Regions from separate parts of the Canis lupus genome. Here region 1 is linked to region 2. A link is a contact called in public Hi-C data. All regions are on one chromosome and are shown on one strand. Each heading gives the region's core, a stretch centred on a gene start, on an enhancer-like site or on the middle of the called end of the contact. The rest is flanking DNA. Distances are from core to core; before and after follow the strand shown.

The links. A called contact is a pair of places that touch in the nucleus more often than the background predicts.
Region 1: a contact with region 2 is called in a Hi-C map of amygdala, with 3 times the contacts expected there. The contact joins the enhancer-like site here to the promoter of ADIPOQ in region 2. A contact is called at or near these places in 4 of 9 Hi-C or Micro-C datasets (amygdala, blood and skin fibroblasts).

Annotation. Positions count from the first base shown.
Region 1 is chr34:19,835,459-19,839,418 of UU_Cfam_GSD_1.0, forward strand. No RefSeq gene overlaps it. Among named protein-coding and RNA genes, the nearest start is that of RTP1, 18 kb to the right of the region's middle. Within about 2 kb of position 1,258, at least 2 of the 20 cell types and tissues checked have an H3K27ac peak or open chromatin away from gene starts, as enhancers often do.
Region 2 is chr34:19,580,475-19,584,028 of UU_Cfam_GSD_1.0, forward strand. It overlaps ADIPOQ (adiponectin, C1Q and collagen domain containing), which reads left to right and starts at 1,744. Exons shown (of 2, transcript NM_001006644.1): 1 at 1,744-1,957; 2 at 3,043-3,554. The coding sequence starts at 1,744.

The DNA.
Region 1 (3,960 bases), core at 8-2,507, 250 kb after region 2:
GGTCCTGTGTGTAGGCCTCAGCAGATGGTAGTTGGGTTCAAGTTTCTCCCAATTTTGGTTCCAACAGAAGCCCCACTTCCTGCTCAGGACAGTACGTCCTCCTCTGGCACCTCACAAAGCTCCAGATGGCCCTAGAGAGCACATAGGCTGTCTCCCTCTGGGAGTACCTATGCTCTCACTCCTTGGCCAATCTGTTCCTTCACGACTGAAGCCAAGGTTTGAATTTCAGCTAAAATTATAATTAGATTCCTCTAGGAGAAAGGCCTCTCCAAACAAATCAGAGTTGGGATTTGGGTACCCAGAATTGTGCCTTTAGTTAAATTCCCTGTATGGGGAAGGCACGATTCAGCTAAGAAGAGGAGGCAGGGTTAGATAAGAAGTAAAAATGGCAGTTTCAGACTCTAATTCCTGAGAACACTTGAATTTTTCCAAACCAGAGAGATCTTTGTTGCTGAGAAAGCAAATAGGGCTAAGGAGCTGAGGAGGGTTACTGAAGTTCCTGCTTAACTCATCAGTTTACCTACTCATGGTATAATTTTGAGTGAACTTCTTTCTCTGAGCAGTCGGATGGAATGTGCCATGGCCTGTCCCATCTGTTACCCCAACACGGAGACCATGGGTGTCTCTAGAATATCAGCAGTGCGTCCATCGTGTTCGTTGAGGTCCAGGTCTCCTGTAAGCAGGGACAGGAGAAGCGAGGTTACAGATGAAATCTGAAAATAGTCAGGCAAAGAGAGCACTGGTGGAGCTTACATAGAAGTCCCAGTAAGATGAGTACTTTGAAGTCTTGAGTCCATACTTTTGATGGTCATCGAAGATCGGGCTTGGGTGCCGGCCCTGCCTTTCATGTTCCCTTTGAGACGTGATGAGGAACTCTTCCTGACACTGAGGGTCTCCTGGCATCTTTCTTGGGCATCATTGTGTTCTAGTTGCTGTCCATGCAAGATGGGGCCTCCCTAAGGTCCCGGGGCCAATGCCAACCTCTAACCTGGCCAGAGTGTGTGTCCCCTTTCCTTCCTGATAGACTGTTTGAATTGTCCTCTCCATAACTCTTTTAAAAAGATTTTATTTACTTATTCATGAGAGGCATATATATAGAGAGACAGAGATATAGGCAGAGGGAGAAGTAGGCTCCTTGCAGGGAGCCCGATGTGGGACTCGATCCCAGGACCTGGGGTTCACCATTTGAGCCGAAGGCAGATGCTCAACCACTGAGCCACCCAGGTGCCCCCTCCCTATAATTCTTTCTGCATCTTTTCCCTTTTTCTGTCTGTAACCCTCTTCACTGCCTGTTTCTCCCCTCATCTTTGATCTCTTTCTTTTTTCCCTCTTCCCCCTTTCTGACCTTCATTACTTTCTTATTCTCCCTCACGTGTTTTCCTTTAAATATTTCTTTCTGGATGTACCTCGTTCTTTCTCTTTCTCCCCATCTCTCCCTCTTTCTCTTCCCCTCCCCCTTCTGGGCATATCTCTTCTTATCTAATCAAACTTTTCTTTGCTGCTCTATCTCTTAATCTCTCTATTTGTGCCCCATCGCTGTGCATCTCTCTCTTTCCCCTTTTTTCCCTAACTTTCTTTCCCTTTCCTTTTCTTGAAAGCACCTTTAATATGAAATGTAAACATATGTTCAAAGAAGGCACGGACCATTAATGTAAAGCTTAGCAAATAATTACAAATTGGGCACCAATGCAACTCCTGCAAAGGTGAAAGAAACAAATTATTGCCAGGACCAGGAGCCTCCAGTATGTGCTGCTCTGACCATGGGCACCTATCCTCAGTCTTACTTTTGTGACTATAATTTCCTTGATTTTTTTTTTTACAGCTGGACTGTCCATGTATGCTTCCTAAACAACGTGGCTTAGTTTTGCCTATTTTTGAGTGTTAAGTACATGGAATCAGGCCATCTATATTTTTCTGTGTCTTGCTTCTTTCACAGAGTATCGTGTTTGTAAGATTCATCCATGCTTATTCATTTTCATTGCTGCCTAGCACTCAGTGTAGGCACGTGCTGACATTTGTCCTATCTGTTGAACAACAAATTGTAGTTATCATCAGAACACCTGTTTCTCCTTTAGAACTAAGAGCTGGATTTGCTGCCCCCTGGTGTCTTACTGCCAGCATCACAGGATCATCAGGTATCCCCTTTCTTACTCTTTGGAATCCATCAAGGGGCTCCAAAAACCAGCTGGAGTTTCACCAGACCAGCTTGCTCAAATTACACCTGGGAGCTGAGGAGACCACTCATCTCAGTTGCAAAGAGCTCTAATGAGGGAGAGGCTTTTCTTACCTGCAGCAGGGTGAGCTCTGACTTGAGATTTGTGTCACAATAGACTTGGAAGGGCTCAGAAGGCCTAAAAGAATGGTTTTTTAAAATATCTAGTGGGAAATATCATAGAGGGAGACAGAACATGAGAGACTCCTAACTCTTGGAAACGAACAAGGGGTAGTGGAAGGGGAGGTGGGCAGGGGGTTGGGGTGACTGGGTGACGGGCACTGAGGGGGCACTTGACAGGATGAGCACTGGGTGTTATACTATATGTTGGCAAATCGAACTCCAATAAAAAAATACAAAAAAATAAAAAAGAATAAAAGAATATCTTTTACAATATTATTATTCAGACATCAAGTCCTACTGTGAAAACAGGCTGGGGACATTCATTTCAATGGGTGTTTCATTTACCTGATGTTTGCTGAGCCCCAGATTGTTCTAGGCACTAGATCACAAAACTAAATAAATCCAATAAACAAATAATGAAATAACTATTGTATACACTGGCAGTTAGAGATAAACACTAAAAAGAAGATAAATGAAAGGTAAAGAAATAGAGGGAAATGGGGATGGCCCATGGAAAGCCACTGAGAGCCGGTGACAGGCAAAGAAAGACATGTATGAAGTAACAGAGCAAGCTATGTGAAGGTCCAGAGGAAGAGCATGGGGAAAGAAAGGAGCAGGGGCAGAAATGTTGAGGTGGATAAGAGTTTGGTGTGTTTGAAGCAGTGAGGAGGTGGGTGTGACAGGGGCGCAGAGGAGAAAGACGAGAGCAGCAGGAGGCGAGATGGAGACATTGGTAGGGCATTGTAGGTGTGGTAAGAAAACTGGACTTCCCTCTGAGAGGGGTGGGAATCCATTGGAGAGTTTGAGTGCTATCTATGATGTAATTTATATTTTGAAATTGTCTGTTTGCCTGCTGGGCAGAAAACTGATTCTAAGGGGATGAACATAGAAGCAAGGTGGTAAAACAGAAAACCACTACAAAAATCCCAGCCAGAAATGGTATAGCTTTGGACTGGGTGCAATGGTGGGGATTGTGAGAAGTGATCATATGCAAACTGTATTTTGATGACAGAGCCTCCAGGACATGTGGATGCAGAATGAGGGAGATAGGAGTTCAGGAAGACTCCTGGCTTGGGCTTAACTTGAAGTGGAGGAGTGGAGGTGAGAGTAGTGAGGGAAGGAACACCTCTCAAGTTCTACTGGGGTGCATTAACTTGGAGATGCTTATTGCACATCTAACTGATCAAGTCCATCTAACTGGATGTGATCATGCACATCTAACTGATCAGTGGACGGTATATAAGCCTTGGAGTGAGATTGAGGCTGGTGGTATCCATGTGGAATCATCATGGAAGAAATCGAACTGAGCAAGATTGCATAAGGAGTGAGAGTAGAAGAGAAGGCTGAGGCCTGGTCTCTGGGACACTCACCATTTAGACAGCTGGAAGAGGAGGGGGAGCCAGCAAAGGAAATAGCAGGAATGATCATTGTGGTGGAAGAGAAACCAAGAAAGTTTAGTTCTCAGAAGACTATTTTAAAAAATAATTAAAGGGGCGCCTGGGTGGCTCAGTCAGTTAAGCATCTGACTCTTGGTTTTGGCCAAGATCTTCATCTCAGGGTCATGAGATCCAGCCCTGCAGAGGGCTCCGTGCTCAGTGCAGAGTTGGCTTCAGATTTTTTCTCCT
Region 2 (3,554 bases), core at 494-2,993:
ACTTTGGATAACTCTTAAGAGACAAGCAAACTGATGAAAATTGGTTAAGTCCTTGGTATAAAAAAACACACGTGGACTGTGTTTAACTCAGAATCAGGTTCATGGGATTAAGCACCTCTCAAACTCCACAGAAAGTTTTAGGGCTGCCTTAATCCAGGATCCTAGGACTTATTCCCCTTTCTGTGGTGCCTTCTCTCAACTCCCTGGTGAAAGAGGGCTGAGGAGACTAAGACCCTGGCTATTATTGATGGGGGGGGGGCTAAGATCACCCTAGCATCAGAGGCAGAAGCTGGGAGGGGACCAGTATATATATAAAGGACCATCTTCTGCGGTGGGGGCGGGATATGGAGGAACGGTGTTGAGACAGGATGTCCCCGGCCACCTGTGCCACTTGAGCTTTTTGCTAGGGCTCCCAGAACACATATTTCAAATATACTCCCCTCTTCATCCTTCTTTCCCTCTTCCTTTCTCCTCCCTCACTCCCTCCTTTCTCTGACTCTCTTGCTCTCTCTTTTCTTCCTTAGAAAGACATTTATTTAGTTCCCACTAAAAAGTAAATAGTGTGTTAGGCTTTGCCTCCTGGTACCTGTAGTTTAATGGGTGAAATGAATGAGCAGATCGGGGAATTACTGGATCATGCAGGAAGTGCAATACCAGCAGTAAGCGAGGGCAGAGTGTGTGCAGGGGAGGAACGAACAACCCTGATTGGGGAGGGAGGACTTCCTGAAAGAGAAGACATCCTAACTGTGTCCTGAAGGCTGCAGAGGGATCCGGCAGGTGAGGAGGTGCAGTTAAGAATGGCCCAGGCAAAGGGTCAGCAGCGGAGGGTCATCCTCATGGGACAGTGTGGCTCTGGTTGTCTGACTAACACAGGGAGAGGCTGTGTGTGTGTGCACTGTGCGACTGTGTATATGTGTGTGCAAGCATGTGGATGTATGCCTGTGTGTGCACGTGTGCGGGCACATGTACAATAAACCAAATGGTCTAATATGTGATCCAGGAGATGGGCAGAGGCAGAAGAGAAAGAGAGAGAGAGGGGGGAAGGGAGAGAGAGAGAGAGGGAGAAAGGAGGAGGAACAGACATAGAAATGAGGGAGAGATGGGCAGCCCAGGTGGCTCAGCGGTTTAGCGCCACCTTCGGCCCAGGGCCTGATCCTGGAGACCCAGGATCGAGTCCCATGTCAGGGTCCCTGCATGGAGCCTGCTTCTTCCTCTGCCTGTGTCTCTGCCTCTCTCTGTTTCTCTCTGTGTCCTTCATGAATGAATAAAATCTAAAAAAAAAAAGAAAAAAGAAAAAAAGAAATGAGGGAGAGAAGTAAAGAAGAAAAAGGAAGGAGCCAGAGAGAGAGAGAGAGAGAAGTTGGTTAGAGTCGTCATCCTTGGAAAACTCAAGAGGTAGATTCTTGACAAATGGACTCTTGGAACTTGGTCCAAGGAGCCTGGCCCTGTGCCTATGAGGCAATTGGAAGAGTGTCGTTCTGCCCTCATTGAACTCACAATCTGTTGAGGAAAGGAGATTACACATGAAGAATAATGCTAAAATTGCAAATTTCAGGGCAGAAAGAGATCAAGCTAGGTGGAAATAGTCAAACAAGTCTTCTAGAAGAGGTGAGTGTTGAGAGAGCAGGTCTCAGAAGTGGACACTGCTGAGATGGCCCGAATCCTGCTTAGGTCCTGATGGGGTGTGCTGTATGAGGTCTCCTTGCGTGGCTGACAATGCAGATCTGGGTTCCAGGGCTCAGGATGCTGTTGCTACGAGCTGTTCTACTGCTACTAGTCCTGCCCGCTCACGGCCAGGACTCCGTGGCAGAAGGGCCTGGAGTCCTGCTTCCCCTGCCGAAGGGGGCCTGCCCAGGTTGGATGGCAGGCATCCCAGGGCATCCTGGCCACAATGGGACCCCAGGCCGTGATGGCAGAGATGGCACCCCTGGTGAAAAGGGTGAGAAAGGAGATCCAGGTAAGAACAAGTTTTTTGGCTTCCTCCATCATAAACTTCTTCTGGATAGAAGAGGGCTTCTGGAACTATACAAAGTCATTAGCTATTGACAAAGGCCTAGACACAGGAAGGGAGCAATTTTTTCTGTGACCCATAAGCAACCTATAAAACCAGCACCTCCGACTCTGCTCTATCCACATCACGTTCCCTGTACTCTTTCCCACCCCCACACTATCCATCACTATTCCCAATCTGTTCACATTCATGTCTCCCTTCATTTCCACTTAATTCTCATTCCACTGATTTCCACTTAATTCCCATTCCACCCAGTGGCATTCACACTTAATGCATTCTTATAGCTCACAGTCCTCCTCCTGGGGAACTCTTGTTTCAGTTAAGAAGATAAATTTAGGGATCCCCGGGTGGCTCAGTGGTTTAGGGCCTGCCTTCGTCCCAGGGCATGATTCTGGAGTCCCGGGATTGAGTCCCATATCAGGCTCCCTGCATGGAGCCTGCTTCTCCCTCTGCCTGTGTCTCTGCCTCTTTCTCTCTCTCTGTGTCTCTCATGAATAAATAAACAACATCTTTTAAAAAAAAGTCTAATGCATGAGGCTGTTAAAGATTACTACAAGGAAGTCTATTCCAAATATGCCAGATTGAATGTGGACAAATGCCCAAAGTATGGAACAGAGAGAAAATGCAACGGTCTTAATGAAGATCTGGATTAACAAGGAAGGCTTTCAGGAGGAGGCGGGGCTTGAGTCAGGCCTTGAAGGATGGGTACACAGAATAAAGGAGGGAGTGCATCCCAGATAGAAGGGATAGAAGAGCAAATGTATGGTTGGTTGAGCCAGCATATAAAGGGTTCGCAGGGTGGAGGGTCTAGGATGCAAACTTATAGGAAATAAGGCTGGAGATGAATTTATGGAAGTCTGCTGGGGGATGTAGAAAGTATAACTCACCTCTTTGGGAGCTCCCATTGGTCCCTTGCTCTGTAAGTCAGGCAGGCTGTGGGTAAGGGCCAAAGAGACAGTGTTTCAGGCTAGAATTCACCTAGGCAGGAGTGTTCTGTTCCTTATGGTCACTGAGGTCTTTTCATTCTCTAGGTCTTGTTGGTCCTAAGGGTGACACTGGTGAAACTGGAGTAACTGGGGTTGAAGGTCCCCGAGGCTTTCCAGGAACCCCAGGAAGGAAAGGAGAACCTGGGGAAAGTGCCTATGTACACCGTTCGGCATTCAGTGTGGGGTTGGAGAGCCGGATCACTGTCCCCAATGTTCCCATTCGCTTTACCAAAATCTTCTACAATCTGCAAAACCACTACGATGGCACCACTGGAAAATTTCACTGCAACATTCCTGGGCTGTACTACTTCTCCTACCACATCACAGTCTACTTGAAGGATGTCAAGGTCAGCCTCTACAAGAAAGACAAGGCTATGCTCTTCACCTATGACCAGTACCAGGAGAAGAACGTGGACCAGGCCTCTGGCTCTGTGCTCCTTCATCTGGAAGTGGGCGACCAAGTCTGGCTCCAGGTGTACGGGGATGGGGACTCCTATGGGATCTACGCAGATAACGTCAATGACTCCACCTTTACGGGCTTCCTTCTCTACCATGAC